Regions from separate parts of the Sus scrofa genome. Here regions 1 and 3 are each linked to region 2. A link is a contact called in public HiChIP or PLAC-seq and promoter capture Hi-C data. All regions are on one chromosome and are shown on one strand. The core of a region is the stretch at or near the end of the contact, and the rest is flanking DNA. Distances in the headings are between cores, read along the strand shown.

What was found. Promoter capture Hi-C pulls out the DNA fragments that hold promoters and counts their contacts. HiChIP or PLAC-seq counts read pairs in DNA pulled down with a chosen protein or histone mark.
Region 1: a contact with region 2 is called in an H3K27ac HiChIP or PLAC-seq map of alveolar macrophages. The contact joins the promoter of E4F1 here to the promoter of TBC1D24 in region 2. A contact is called at or near these places in 1 of 47 Hi-C or Micro-C datasets (omental adipose tissue) and 1 of 2 datasets of contacts at active chromatin or transcription factors (alveolar macrophages).
Region 3: a contact with region 2 is called in a promoter capture Hi-C map of liver, with 4 times the contacts expected there. The contact joins the promoter of ECI1 here to the promoter of TBC1D24 in region 2. A contact is called at or near these places in 1 of 5 promoter capture datasets (liver), 2 of 47 Hi-C or Micro-C datasets (embryonic fibroblasts and omental adipose tissue) and 2 of 2 datasets of contacts at active chromatin or transcription factors (alveolar macrophages and skeletal muscle).

Annotation. Positions count from the first base shown.
Region 1 is chr3:39,771,562-39,776,262 of Sscrofa11.1, forward strand. E4F1 (transcription factor E4F1) reads right to left here and starts at 1,463. Exons shown (of 21, transcript XM_021086766.1): 1 at 448-1,463. The coding sequence starts at 607.
Region 2 is chr3:39,569,876-39,574,398 of Sscrofa11.1, forward strand. TBC1D24 (TBC1 domain family member 24) reads right to left here and starts at 2,442. Exons shown (of 10, transcript XM_021086761.1): 1 at 1,364-2,442. It overlaps NTN3 (netrin-3), which reads right to left. Exons shown (of 7, transcript XM_021086754.1): 1 at 4,169-4,523; 2 at 3,909-4,097; 3 at 3,669-3,818; 4 at 3,475-3,525; 5 at 3,273-3,347; 6 at 2,786-3,004; 7 at 2,555-2,783. The coding sequence ends at 2,656.
Region 3 is chr3:39,748,301-39,752,805 of Sscrofa11.1, forward strand. ECI1 (enoyl-CoA delta isomerase 1) reads left to right here and starts at 2,442. Exons shown (of 7, transcript NM_001285973.1): 1 at 2,442-2,522; 2 at 2,611-2,724. The coding sequence starts at 2,471. It overlaps RNPS1 (RNA-binding protein with serine-rich domain 1), which reads left to right. Exons shown (of 8, transcript XM_003481099.4): 8 at 456-1,300. The coding sequence ends at 555.

The DNA.
Region 1 (4,701 bases), core at 213-2,712, 200 kb after region 2:
CCCCGCCCTCCTGGAGCCTCCAGCCACACCCCGGCCAGGGCCCTAGAGACCTGTCAGAGGCAGTGTGAGGGGGCCTGGAGGAGGGCAGGGCCCTGCCCAGACACGGAGGCGGAGAGGGGCCAGGCCGGGGCCCTGAGAACAGGGCTGGCGGGAGAAGCGGTCGCAGACATCTACACGGACAGCCCCCGTGGCTTGGACACCTGTGAGTATTCGTGGGTGGGCACCTAGGTCCAAGAGGGTGATGGGAGTCCCGCAGGAGGGGCCCGGGGCTCCGAGGAACTCGGGGGCTCGTGCAAGGCCGTGAGGGGCCCTGGGGGGACGTGAGCTCCACAAAGAACCGGGTCTGGAAAGGCCTGTCACGCCCGAAGCGCAGGCCACCCGGGCCTCCGGCAGCCGGTCTGAGCCGCCCCCACCCTGGCCGCGCCCGGGCCCGTCCGGCCCTGTTACCTTCCTCGCTAAAGGGCGCCGGGAGGCCGAGGAAGCCACTGGGCGCCAAAGCCGCCGCCGCCGCCGCTGCAACCCCGCGGTCGCCTGCTTCCCGCCCGGCTTCGGCCCGGGCTTCTGCCGTATGCGCGGCCGTCACCCGCACTGCCATCGCGCCCTCCATGTCGCAACGCGCCGCAGGAAGATGGCGGATTTACGACCGTGTCGTCATAACAACGGGCCGCGCCCAGGCCTGCAAGAGAAACAGACCTGAGGGCGATGGGGCGGGGCCCGGGTGCGTTTGATGGGCAGGCGGCGGGGCGGGGCCGGAGGGTGTGGCCTGGAACCACAGAGGTGGGGCTAGACCCTAGGTGAGAAGAGACGGGTCGGGCCTGCTGGGAGGGGTGTGGTTACGGTGGAGCGAACTGACAGGCGGAGGGGCGGAGCCAGTGGAAGGCCCTAGGGGCGTGGCTTGGCCCGGCAGGGGGCTGGGCCACCCTGACGATTGGAGCGCTGGGTTTGGGTTCCACGAGCTTCGAGAGCCTGAGAAGAGGGGCGAGGCGGACTGGCAGCGCCACCTGACCGGCCCTGAGCTGGTGGTGCAGCCACGGGTGCCCCGCCTGGATATGAGCTTGAGGGCCGCTGCCAGGACACCGCTCCAACTGAGACCGGTAGAGTGATGTTCGCCGCCCGTCCCCGACCCCTTCTCGGATGACAGAATCTCCCTTGAATGTTGACCCAGCGACCTCGAGACAACCCCCGAGTTGGGGATGGCTCACGGGTAGCTTCCCTAAGACTTTTATTCTCTTGTCTAATTAGTTGTGATAAGTACACATAGAATTTACTGTTAGTGACAGTACACAGTGTCGTGCAACTACCACCGAAATGTAGTTTGAGAAGTCATCATCATTTCAACAGAAAACCTGTACCCAGTCACTCCCCCGTCTCCCCTCCCCGCCAGCCCCTGGCAACTATTTTCTTTCTCCATGGCTTAGCCTTTTCTGGACATATCACATAAATGGAATGACACACATGGTCTTTCGCATCGGGTTTCTTTCACTTAGCATAATGGGGTTTTTTGGTTTTCGTTTGTGTGTTTAGGGCCGCACCTGAAGCATACGGAGGTTCCCAGGCCAGGGGTCGATTCCAAGCTGCAGCCCCTGGCCTACACCACAGCAACACCAGACCCAAGCCACATCTGTAACCCACTGATCAAGGCCGAGGATCGAACTTGTGTCCTCATGGATACTCGACAGATTCGTTTCGGCTGAGCCACGACGGGAATTCCCAATGGTCCCTTTTATTCTTTTTTTTTTTTTTCTTATCTTTTTTCATTTTTGGCTGCCTGGCAGGATGTGGAGTTCCCAGGACAGGGATCAGATCTGAGCCGCAGTCATGACCTAAGCCGCAGCTGCAGCAAATCCAGATCCTTAACCCACTGCGTTGGGCCAGGGATGGAAGCTGCTCCCAGTGCTCCCAAGGTATCACTGATCCCATTGTGCCACAGCAGGAACGCCTCCTTTTATTCTTTTTCAGGTAGTATTTAATTAGTCTTTGAAGCTAAGTGCTTTTATTTATTTTAATTTTTTTTCTTTTTATGGCCGCACCTGTGGCCAATGGAAGTTCCTGGGCTAGGGGTCGAATGCCTCAGCACAGCAACACTGGATCCAAGCTGCATCTGGGATCTACACCACACCTTTCAGCAATGCCAGATCCTTAACCCACTGATCAAGGCCAGGGATCAAACCTCCATCCTCATGGATACTAGTCAGGTTCTTAACCTGCTGAACCACAACCAGAACTCTCTCATCCCCATTTTAACGATGAAGAAACTGAGGCACAGAATTGACAGGACATTTGCTCAAGGGCAGACCAAAGATTCTAACTCAAGTCTGTCCAGAGTCATGGGCTAGAAACCCATAGGGCATGCTCTCCCAGCTCAGTTATTCTCTGTGGCTCAGCTGGATTCCAGAGACTCAGGGGAATCAGATGCCATTTTTACTCCAAGAAGGCCAGTCTCCAGGGGAGCCCAAGCACGATACAACGGCCCGGGCAGGGAGTGGGCAGCTCTGCCCTGAAAGGGCACCAAGCAGATATTTTTTCCATGTCAGGGCTGCCCAGCTGGGAAAGCGAGGACCCTTGGCCTGGCAGGAGCTGAGAAGGGTGAGGCACAGGTTACGTCGCCAGAGGTTAGGCGGGGGTAACAGTGGGGCTGCTTTCTACGGGGGGCTCATTCACCATTCCAGGGGTGTAAGCAGAGTGAGTGCTGGTCAGTGTTTCCGAAGGATCCCTCTGACTGCTGTGTCCGCAAGGAAGATCCAGGAGAGATGGGCTCTGAGAGGGACAAACCAGAAGAGGACCAGCTGGGTTGTTGTGGAGCTCTACGGTTCTGGCGGCAGCTGGGAAGACAGGGCCAGGAGAACACCCCACTTGAGGCTGCCCAAAGGATTAATGGGAAAGCCAGCATTCAAGAGATGGGGGCAGATCTCCACAGGAACAGCGTGGGGAAGGATCCCAAAGACAGGATGGCCTGGGTGTGGGTGGGCACGAGGAGGAGCTGGCCCAGGGGAGACAGACAGCCTGCACTCTCCGGGCTCGTATGCTTTCTATTTCAGAAATCCTCTCTAAAACAATTGCATTTATCAACCATACTTCAATAAAACTTTAAAAAACGAAAGAAGGAGTTCCCGCTGTGGCTCAGCAGGTTATGAACCTGACTAGGATCCATGAAGATGCGAGTTCGATCTCTGGCCTTGCTCAAGGATCCTGCCTTGCTGTGGCTGGGGTGTAAGCCAACAGTGGCTGCTTCCATTGGACTCCTAGCCTGGGAACTTCCATATGCTGCAGGTGTGGCCCTAAAAAGCAAAAAAGAAGAAGAAGAAGTCACAGGGAGGGAGTTGTTCCTCTCCTAGGTAGTGGGTGCACCAGGCAGGAACATTGCATGCCCTGCCCTTGTTGACGATGGCCCCTGCCCACCAGATGTTCTCAGGCCAGCAGAACAGGCTGCGGGTGAACCAGCAAAGCCCTAAGTGCACTGAAGATACTGGCTTTGCCTCAGGGGGTTGGGGGGCAGGATCCAGAGTGGACTTTACGTAGACTTGGGACCCAAGTGCAGAGCAGGGGGTTGTCACATTAGGAATTGGGGGCCTGGGGGTCTGGATCCCCTGGCACAGGGTATGCTCTCAGGAAACTGTGGCCACTATTGTTCTGCCCCCTGGCCCCAGTGAAAGTAATAAGGATAGGGCATTCCCTTGTGGCACAGTGGGTTAAGTATCTGGCATTGTCACTGCAGTGGCTCGGGGTGCTGCCATGGTGTGGGTTTGATCCCTGGCCCAGAAATGTCCACATGCCACAGGCATGGCCAGAAAAAAAATGCAAGTAATAAAGATAAACATACACCTACTCTATGAACTGGCAATTCCACTCCTAAGTATATACCCAGGAGAAATGAGGGCCTACACCCACAAATCTGTGTGTAGGAACAGAAATCTTCACAGGGGTATTATTTACAATAGCTCCACACTGGAAAAAACCTAAATGTCCATCACCTGGAGAACATGGGACTATGTTCTTACAATGGAATATAAATTTCAAATTTTGAAAAAGAAACACCGAGAAGAATGGATTGCACAGACATTATATTGATCCAAAAGAAGCAAGAGCCAGAGGAGTGCAGGAGGTAAGATCTTGGAATATGGTCTAGAACAGGCCATGGTGACAGAAGTCAGAAAACCAGTCGGGTAGGAGTATCTGCTATTGACTGCATAGCGACTTGCAGAAATTTTCTGAAATGATGGAAATATTCTATATCTTGATCTGGGCTGTGTTTACACAGGCATAGAAGTAGTTAAAAATTCCACCAAGCTGCACACTTAAGATTTATGCATTTTGCTGTATGTTTCCCTTCCATAAAAGTTAATAATACCGAGGAAGGTTCCCTGGGGCAGCACGGAGTTAAAGATCCAGTTGCCTCAGCTGTGGCGCAGGTCGCAACTGCAGCAGGGGGTTGCACCCTGGCCCAGGATCTTCCACATGCAGGGGAGGCGGCCAAAAAAAGTTAATAATACCTAATAATGATGATAGTGACCAATTATTGAGTGCTGTGTTCTAGGCACTAGTGTCCTTCTCTTAGACCCTAATTCCACTGCCTAGTAATTACTCGTTCACACGACCACCAAGGCACAGGGAAAGGATTTTTCCAAAGGACGGGAAATCAGAGCGCGAGGCTTGTTGGGAAGGAGCCCTGGGCTGGCTCTCAAGAAAGGCCGGCCTAAGCGT
Region 2 (4,523 bases), core at 1,192-3,691:
GGTCATACCACTGGCTACAAAAGAAATGCTAACTGCAAAACCATTGTGAGATTTCTTCATCTTTTTTTTTTTTTTTTTTAACCTGAGTTTGTTCTCCCAGTCTGTATTCCCTAAAAAGGAAAGAACTGGCACACCTGCCTTCAAGGCAATTAAGTAATTGCTTACAAGTGGCTACTATGTGCTGGGGCTGGAATGCGAAGGCTGAGGGAAACCCTCTGCCTCAAGTAGGAAAAACAGCTATATCTACTAAATTACAGGATTTTTGCCCCATGCCATTGCGTAGAAGTGTTCCTGATGGCACTGATGCAAATATATACATATATAAATAAGGAAAAGCACTTCAAAGTGCTTCCACTGGTAGACAGGCTCTTGACAAGGAATAAGCAGCTGGGGAAAGACCTCAACACCAGCATCATAAACACAGCCACATCCACTAGCAGGCCTGTGCATTCCAGGCACACGCTAACCCAACAACCTGTGCCTCTTAGACAACCTCTGGCCTTTACTGTCAGCTCAGCAAGTGTTCAACCAGGAAGCCCACCATCCATCTTTTCCCTTACTGAGTGAAGTCACAAGGCCACCAGCACCCTTGCCGCGACGGGACCTTGACCAGGTGCAGCCTGTCCCTGACCTCCAGCGGTGCTTACTCAAGGCTCAGAGAGCTCAGCGCCCAGGGCCCTGTGGAAATGCTTCTGTTCCCTGGCACTGTGTCCGTTCCAAAGGGGGCACGCACCACACCAGGCTCACACGGCTGGATAGATACCTAGGCAGGCGGGCCGGCTGTCATCCTGGAGCCAGCGGAGGGCCGGGGCGGGCGCTGCTGCAGGTCTTCGAAGGCAGAATGTTATCAGAGAATCTGTTGCAAGTGTTGAGTCCAGAAGCGGATTTCCTTCCCCGCAGAGACGGAAAGCGCCCCAAGGAAGGAGTGACACAGAGACAGCTCTTTCCGACCGCCGCCACGCCCGGAGCCGGTCGGCGCGCGGACACAGCCTGGTGGGGGGCGCTGGCTCTGCCCCCGGGGGGATGTCCGGCGGGGCGGGGTCGAGATCAGCCCCGGCCCCACGTCCCGCCCAGGCCGGCGCTCGGTCCGCGGGGAGCTGGCAACGCCAGGCAGACGGCTTCGGGCCCCGGATGCGCGGGCCCCAGACCCCGGACCCGCGCGCCGGCCGCCCCGCCGCGCGCCGGGTCTCGGACAGAGGCCCCGCAGCCAGGCCCCCACGTCCCCTCCCTCAGCACACCGGGGCCGCGATGACAGCCCCCCACCCGGCCCCGCCGCCCCCGCGGTCTCCGCGCCGGGCCGTCTCGCTTCCGCCCGCCCGGCCGCGCGCCCACCTCCGCCCACCCGCGCCGGCCGCGCACCCACCTCCGCCCGCCGCGCCGCTTTCTCCTCAGCTTGCCGAGAGATCGAGCGCCCGCCTTTCTGCGCACGCGCGCACGCGGCCCCGCCCCAGCCGAGACGCGCCGCCAGCTGCCCACCCGGGGCGCCCGCTGGTCTCCGCTGCATCGGGCTCTGGGCATGCGCGCTGACGCCCCGCGGCAAGGCGGCAGGAGCATGCGCCAGCTGTGCGTGGGTCCCAGTGCGAGGAATGCGAGTACGCGCGCTGCCCCCCGCCCGCGGGCGCGAGAGAGTGGACGGGGGCGGGGGGGCTGACCCGCTTAGCAGCCGGCGAGGCGGGAGGCATCTGGGGAGTCTGCAGGGCTGCCCGCGGGAGCCGCTGTCGCTCCGGATCACGCGTAGACTTAGGGACGCGCGTCCGCTTGGGCACGTCGTCCGATCCGGAGCGGGCGAAAGGTGCAGGGGGTCCTCGGGGAGGGACGTGAGAGGCTGAGAGAGACAGCCAGATGGAGACAAGGGACAGGGACACAACAGGCCAAAAAAGAGGTAGAGTCGCAGCAGGGACAGGGACACGGACTCCCAGCAGGCAGAGGTGACAAGCGGGTCAGACGGGAACCAGAGGCCACCATCCTCGTTGGGGGAGGAGTTACAGCGCCCTCTGCTTATCCTCAGAGAGGGTGGGAGAGCCAGTGTCACCGAGCCCCGTGGGGGTCCAGAGGCGTCTGTCGTGGCCACAGTGCCTCTTGGGGAGTCAGAGCGCTCTTTGGCGGAACACAGTCCGTGGAATCACAGCAGCCCTTAGGGTGTTCTCGCTTTCTGTGGGTCCTGGCATCACAAAGGGGTACGTAAATGTTGGGGGTGTCACTTTTAGGAAGGTGGGACTTCTGAGGGACCACGACATCCCAGGGTGGGGTTGGTAAGGCAGCCCTTGGAGTGTTCGCAGAGCCTCTAAGTTCCGGCCCACAGGGGGTTCACGGCCCTCTGGGGGTATCCTTGTGTCCCTTGGAAGCCGCAGGTAGCTCGGGGTGGGGGGGGCGGGCAAGGAGTCGTCTTAATGACAGCTGCCCAAGCAGGCCTCGAAGCCGCTCTTAGGGGCTAGCACATCCCTCTTTGTTGGGACGGGGGTGTCGTTGCGTCTGTCACACTCCTGGGCAGAAGCTCAAGGCACCGAGGGAGGCGCGGGGCAAGGTCGGGGGCTGGTGGGGCAGATGGAGATTCGCGCGACACAAGCAATGACTCCTCGGTAGGCGGATACACTGCAAGAACGTGCGCCTTGATGTGTGGGAACCGCCCCGCCGGCCCCCACCCGGCCAGTGGGGTCAGGCCGTCCCGCAGCGCCCCCGCCGTTCGCGCCGCTGAAGCCTCCGGAGGCGCCGCGTCCACGCATCCCGCCAGGGCAGCACGAGGCTTCCGCGGGCGGCACTGAGACCGGGCCCCCGGCCCCCGGGCCCCCGACTGCGGCCCCCGGCCCGCCCCCCAGCAGCAGGTAGTGGCGGCCCGGCAGTAGGCGCGGGCAGCCGCAGGCTGCGTCCCGAGCCGGCACCCACAGGGCGCTGCTCCCGCGCCGCGCGCGCTCCTCGCCGCTCCGGAACACGGCGAGCACGGCCACCGGGAAGCGTGTCCAGGAGCCGCGCGCCTCGCCGCGCGCGCCCACAGCCACCTGCACCGCTGCGAGGGAGGTGAAAGGGGCGGGGTCAGGCGAAGCGGGGCGGGGCCGGGCCGCGCAGAGGAGCACCCGGCGCGGCGCCCGCGAGGGTCGGAGGGGGTGGCGGAGAAGCACCGAGAGGCCAAGGGGGCTGACGGGGCGGGGGCCGGAGACAGCGGAGGATCTGAGGGGTGGGGGATGGCCTCGGGACCCAGCGAGGGTCAGGACGCCCCACAAGGAAAGTAGGGCAAGGTGAGGAGGCTGGGGGCAGGAGGCCTGCGGGCGGCCTACCATAGTCCTTCCTGCAGAACTTCTTCAGGCTGATGCGGTAGCTACCACGGGCGGGTTTGCAGTGCAAGTCACAGTCTGGGAGGAGGGTGCGGGAGGAGGTTGGCACAGATGCCCATCTCTTTCCCTCACCCTCTCTTCCTCCCCTCCTGGAATCCATAGCCCCCTCCCCGCATGGACCTGCCCCTCTGGGACCTCCACTCACCTTGGGGCTCCACGGGGTTGCTCTCCTCAGTCGGTCCAGGGACAGGGGTCTCTGTGGGGGATGGGATAATGGCCTGCATTTGAGCGGGCCGGGGGCGGGGGTGGGGTCTGCAGGACCCAGGGGACAGGCAGACAGCAGCATGGAGCTGGGGGTGCCCTGGGCTGAGGTGTTCTAAGCAGGGCAGTGCCACTCACTAACGCAGGGTGCTACTGGAGAGCGGCTCTGCTGGAAGCCAGGGGCACAGCGGTTGCAGGTAAGGCCAGTGACGCCGTCCTTGCAGGGACACTGGCCTGTGGTCTGGTTGCAGGTTTTGCCAGCAGCACCAACAGGGTGACAGTCACAGGCTGAGGATAGAAGTGGGATGGTCAGAAGCCCATCTGGGGATGTGGAAAAGTGGAGGGCGAGGGTGTGTGGGTGGCTGATGGCAGGCTCACCCCTGCAAGCACGGCGGTCACTCAGGGCACGGCCCGGGTCTCGATAGAAGCCCTCCCGGCAGTAGTGGCAGTGCCGACCGGCGGTATTGTGCCGGCAGTTGAGGCAGACCCCGCCACTGCGGCGGCCGGACAGTCGATACAGCTCCATGTTGAAGCGGCAGCGGCGGGCATGGCCATTGCAGGAGCAAGCTGCAGGGAAGGATGAGTCAGGGACAAGGCGGCCCAGTCTGAGATCCCCGGGCCACCCTCCAAGGCCTCACCAAGGCAGGCGTGGGCTTCCCGGGCAGTGGCCCGCTGCCATGGCCTGTCGCAGTAGAAAGGCTTGCATCGGCCGCAGTCGGGGCCCTCGGTGCCATGCCGGCAGTCGCAGATCAAGTGGCCCTGGGTGTCCAGCAGGCACTTGGAGGCATGTCCATTGCATTTGCAGCGCCCGCCCACCTGGAGCTCAGTGGCTGAATAAGAGTAAGAAACCACGGCCGCAGCGTCCCTCGTGTCCCCCAGTACTGTAGGCCTTGTGAGCACCACCTGAATGTCTGTGGCGGTCACCCAGTCTTGGAGCACTGGGCTGCTGTCCAGATCCAGGCCTGGTGGGCTGCCGTCCTGCACGCTGAAGGC
Region 3 (4,505 bases), core at 1,192-3,691, 180 kb after region 2:
ACTGACGAGGGTCAGTTTTGGTTTATTTCTTTAATACGGAGGGCAGTGGTTTGGGGACCTCCGTGGGGAACGCAGCATCTGTGGCTCCCGGGGTCCATCGTGTTCTTTCCAGCTGAGAAAAGGAAGAGCAGCTGCCTGATAGAGGAACTGGGGCTGGGGGTGACCCTCCCCCTGCTCCGTGAGAAAACCGGAAGGAACAGAGGAGCAGCGGAGAGGCCCGCGTTCAGCCTACCTCTCTAGGAAGCCTGCCGCTTGTGCCTTTGGTCTCCAGAACCTTCCTTTCTCTCCTAGGGGTGCTGTCAGTGTCACCCGGAGGGAGCTGTCCTGACTTGGTGCTGGACTATGAAATTGTATAGAGTTGCTCTGAGCGGGGCTGCGTTCCCTGCCATCCTAAATTCAGAGCTGCTCCTTGGCCTGTGTGCTTGTGGCTGATGTGGTTTCTCCTTTTCCCACAGGTCGCGGTCCCCCAGGCGCAGGTCCCCTGTGCGCCGACGATCCCGCTCCCCTGGCCGCCGCCGCCACAGGAGCCGCTCCAGCTCCAACTCCTCCCGATAAGCGGAGCCACGGAAGCTCTGCCCCTGAGACTTATGTCCCATCCAGCTCACTTTCATCAGTTGTCTAGCCAAAGGGGGATGGGTAGGAACGAAGGCTCTCACTCAGGGGCAGGCTTGGGGATGTGCCTGGAAAGATGGTTTTCTGGCTAGAAAGATCCCACGTTTCTAGTTCCTGGGAGTCAGTTTAGTGGCAGAGCCAGCAGGGATGAGCAGGGGGCGCCAGGTAGTGGCACAGCCCCAGCCTGGGAGCACGTTTTTTCCATTCCCTGGTTGACCCGGGGCCAGTCTGGTGGCCTAGTCATGCCCTAACCTGTTGGCTTACAGGGTCCCTCAGGAAAGGATGTGCTTTTATGCAGCTGCCGTTGCTGTTAGTCTGGCCTCCCCCCTACTTGAATCCTCTCTGACCTCTAGGATCAAATACCCTCTCTTACCTGCCCAGAATGGTTTTTACATATATTCTCGTGTGTGCGTGCACACACAGCCCATGTCTTTCTCCGAAATGAAAGTGTCTGGTCGTAGCAGGTCACCACGGAAAGTGCTTGTGTTGGTATTCCTGACGGCGATGCAGGATACCTTGGCAACCAACGTGTACATTGCTTTTTTGGCTTTTATTGTACAGTCAGTACTACAAATTTTCTGTTTTGAGTTTTGTAACTTTGTAGCATTTTAGATAATGTTGTGTTTGTACTTTGTTGTGTAGAGTAAAAGGGCTGTGTTGAATAAACCTTGAATAGTGTGCAGCTCAAGCATCAGGATCACTGCCTCCTTCCCATCCCTTGGCCCCAAAGACGGTAGCTTCAGTTGGAGGGAATTAAAAACACATGGGTACCTGAAAACTCTTGGTTTCATCTCCAAAGTCACACTTGAAGACCTCTCAACCAGGAAAACACAGGGGTGTTGGGCTGCTCCGTAGGCACACATTGTAGACCGGTTTGTTCCACAGGAAGAACTGAAAGTGCTCAGGAGGTTCCAGAACAAAGCCCCCCAGTCATGCACCACCGTGGCCAGCGTTAAACTGGTCAGAACAGTGCACACAGGCTAGCCATCCCTCCCTCGTCTCCGCCTTATAGGGTCAAGCAAATAAAACGGTGGGGTTACTTTTTTTTTTTTTTTTTTTTTTTGCTTTGCTTTTTAGGGCTGCACCCACAGCATGTGAAGCTTCCCAGACTAAGGGTCCGATCGGAGATGTAGCAACTGGCCTACGCCACAGCAACGCAAGGCCCGAGCCGCATATGCAGCCTACACCACAGTTCACAGCTAATGCTGGATCACTGACCCACTGAGCAAGGCCAAGGATCAAACCCGCATCCTCATGGATACTAGTCAGATTCATTTCTGTAGCCCCGACAGGAGCTCACTCGGCTTCCCTTTCTTGTGGAGGAGCATTGGGGGCCTGCCGGCAGTGTGCGGATGCCTCTTGTCCCCAGCCTCACTTGTGTGCTGCCCACGTTTTGTTTACTTGCTGTTTTGTGCATGGTCCATTCTTGGTCATCAGGCTATGATCCCCCCCCCCCATGCCTGTGGCTAAACTACCAGCTGTAGCTGCCACCCACAGGCCGGAGTGCGCACTACGACTCTAAGCTCCCCGTTAGCACCCTTCCAGTGCCCACGTCTGTGGGTGTGATCTGGTTGCTTCAGCTGTGACCCCTGAATCTAGAAGGCAGCTCGCCAGGGTTCCCAAACCCCCTTAGAACCCCTTCAGCTCGCAGCCCTCTCGGCAGCTAACGCAGTTGCCCGCGGCTATGGGTGAAGGTGAAGTACTGGCCACCTTTGGCCCGCTTCCCCGCTGGCCCCGACGGTGACCTTGGTTGCGCCCGGCCCGCCCTCCGGCGGGGCGGCCAGGGCAGGGGGGCGGGGGCCGGCTGAGCCGGAAGGGGCGGGGCGGTCAGGCCGCGACCCCGCTCAGTGCGGTCAAGATGGCGCTGACGGCGGTGTTGCGCCTCCCGGCGCGCGCCCTGCTCCGCCCTTGTGCGTGCCCGGGGCACGGGGGGCCGGGGCGCCGGGGGCCTGGCCCGGTGGGGCGGCAGGCTGACTGGCTTCGCGCTGCCTTTCGCAGGGGCCCTGCTCCGCGGCGTGGCCCTCGGACGGACGGAGGCTGCAGCGGGCATCAGGAACGGCGCGCGGCGCTTCGGGAGCCAGCACGTCCTGGTGGAGCCGGCCGCGGCCGCAGGTAAGCGCCCGGATCGCGGCGGGATCCCGGCGGCCGAGAGCCTGCTGCAGGTGCTGAGGCAGGACACGACGCGGCGGCCGCTGGCGGCGGAGCCCGCGCCACACGGGCCCGGAACCGACATCCAGACCCAGTGAAAGCTATCGAACTTGGAAAGGCTGCGAGATAAAGCTCAGTTTTAAAGTCAGTTTCTTGGAATTCCCTCTGTGGCTCAGCGGGTTAAGAACCCAACATAGAGTCTGTGAGGATGCACGTGCGATCGCTGTCCTCGCTCAGTGGGCTAAGAGTCCAGCATTGCCACAGCAGCAGAAGCCGCAGATCCGGTTCGGATCCGCTGTGGTGCTGGCTGGCCGGATTCCACTTCTGGCCTGGGAACTTCTTAGCCGCAAGTACTTCTGTAAAAAGGAAAACAGAGTTTCTGTTGAGTCCAAGTGTTAAGGTCAATAGTCTGTTTGATCCCCCACTTCACTGAAGATAAAAAATGTTTCTGTTTTTGAAGTTTTAGGAGTTCCCATCGTGGGGCAGTGGTTAACGAATCCGACTAGGAACCATGAGGTTGCGGGTTCAATCCCTGGCCTCGCTCAGGGGTTAAGGATCCGGCGTTGCCTTGAGCTGCGGTGTAGGTTGCAGACACGGCTTGGATCCCACGTTGCTGTGGCTGTGGCGTAGGCCAGCGGCTACAGCTCCATTTTACCCCTAGCCTGGGAACCTCCATATGCAGCAGAAGCAGCCCTAGAAAAGGCAGAAAGACAAAAAAGAAAAAAAAAAAAAAAAAAAAAAAGGGGAGTTCCCGTCATGGCTCCGTGGTTAACGAATCCGACTAGGAACCATGAGGTTTCGGGTTCAATCCCTGGCCTTGCTCAGGGGTTAAGGATCCGGCGTTGCCTTGAGATGTGGTGTAGGTTGCAGACACGGCTCAGATCCTGCGTTGCTGTGGCTCTGGTGTAGGCTGGCAGCTACAGCTCCGATTCGACCCCTAGCCTGGGAACCTCCATATGCCGCAGGAAGCGGCCCTAGAAAAGGCAAAAAGACAAAAAAATAAAGTTTTGGAGCATGTGCTCCTTCATCAGGAGCTATTAAATTGGAATGTGAACATAAAGTATTTTGATATACAGTGTTTTCAGCTTTAGTAATACAGAGCCCAGCAGATACTTGGGTGTTTTGTGCGTGTGTGCTTGTCTTTTTAGGCCCACACCCACAGCAGATGGAGGTCTCCAGGCTACAGGTCAAATCCGAGCTGTAGCCACTGGCCTACATCAGAGCCACAGCACCTTGGGATCCGAGCAACATCTGCGACCTACACCACAGCTCATGGCAAGGCCAGATCCTTCACCCAGTGAGCGAGGCCAGGGATCAAACCTGCGTCTTCATGGATGCTAGTCAGATTCATTTCTGCTGAGCCACTACAGGCACTCCCAGACACTTGTTTTAATTAAAGCAGGAGCCACAAGTGAAATCACTCCTACCTGGCCCCTGTGAACACCTCTTAAAAGTCTCCAAAGGGTTTGTTTGGTTGGGTTGGGTTGGGTTGCCTTTGAAGAGGTACAAAAGGTACTTTGGGGTTTTTGTTGTTTTTTGGGGGGGTTTTTTGGTCTTTTCAGGGCCACACCCATGGCATATGGGGTCTAATCGGAGCTGTAGCTGCTGGCCTACACCACAGCCATAGCAACACCAGATCCTTAACCCACTGAGCCAGGCCAGGAATCAAACCTGCAACCTCATGGTTCCTAGTCAGATGTGTTAACCACTGCACCATGACGGGAACTCCCTGAATTATTAACTTT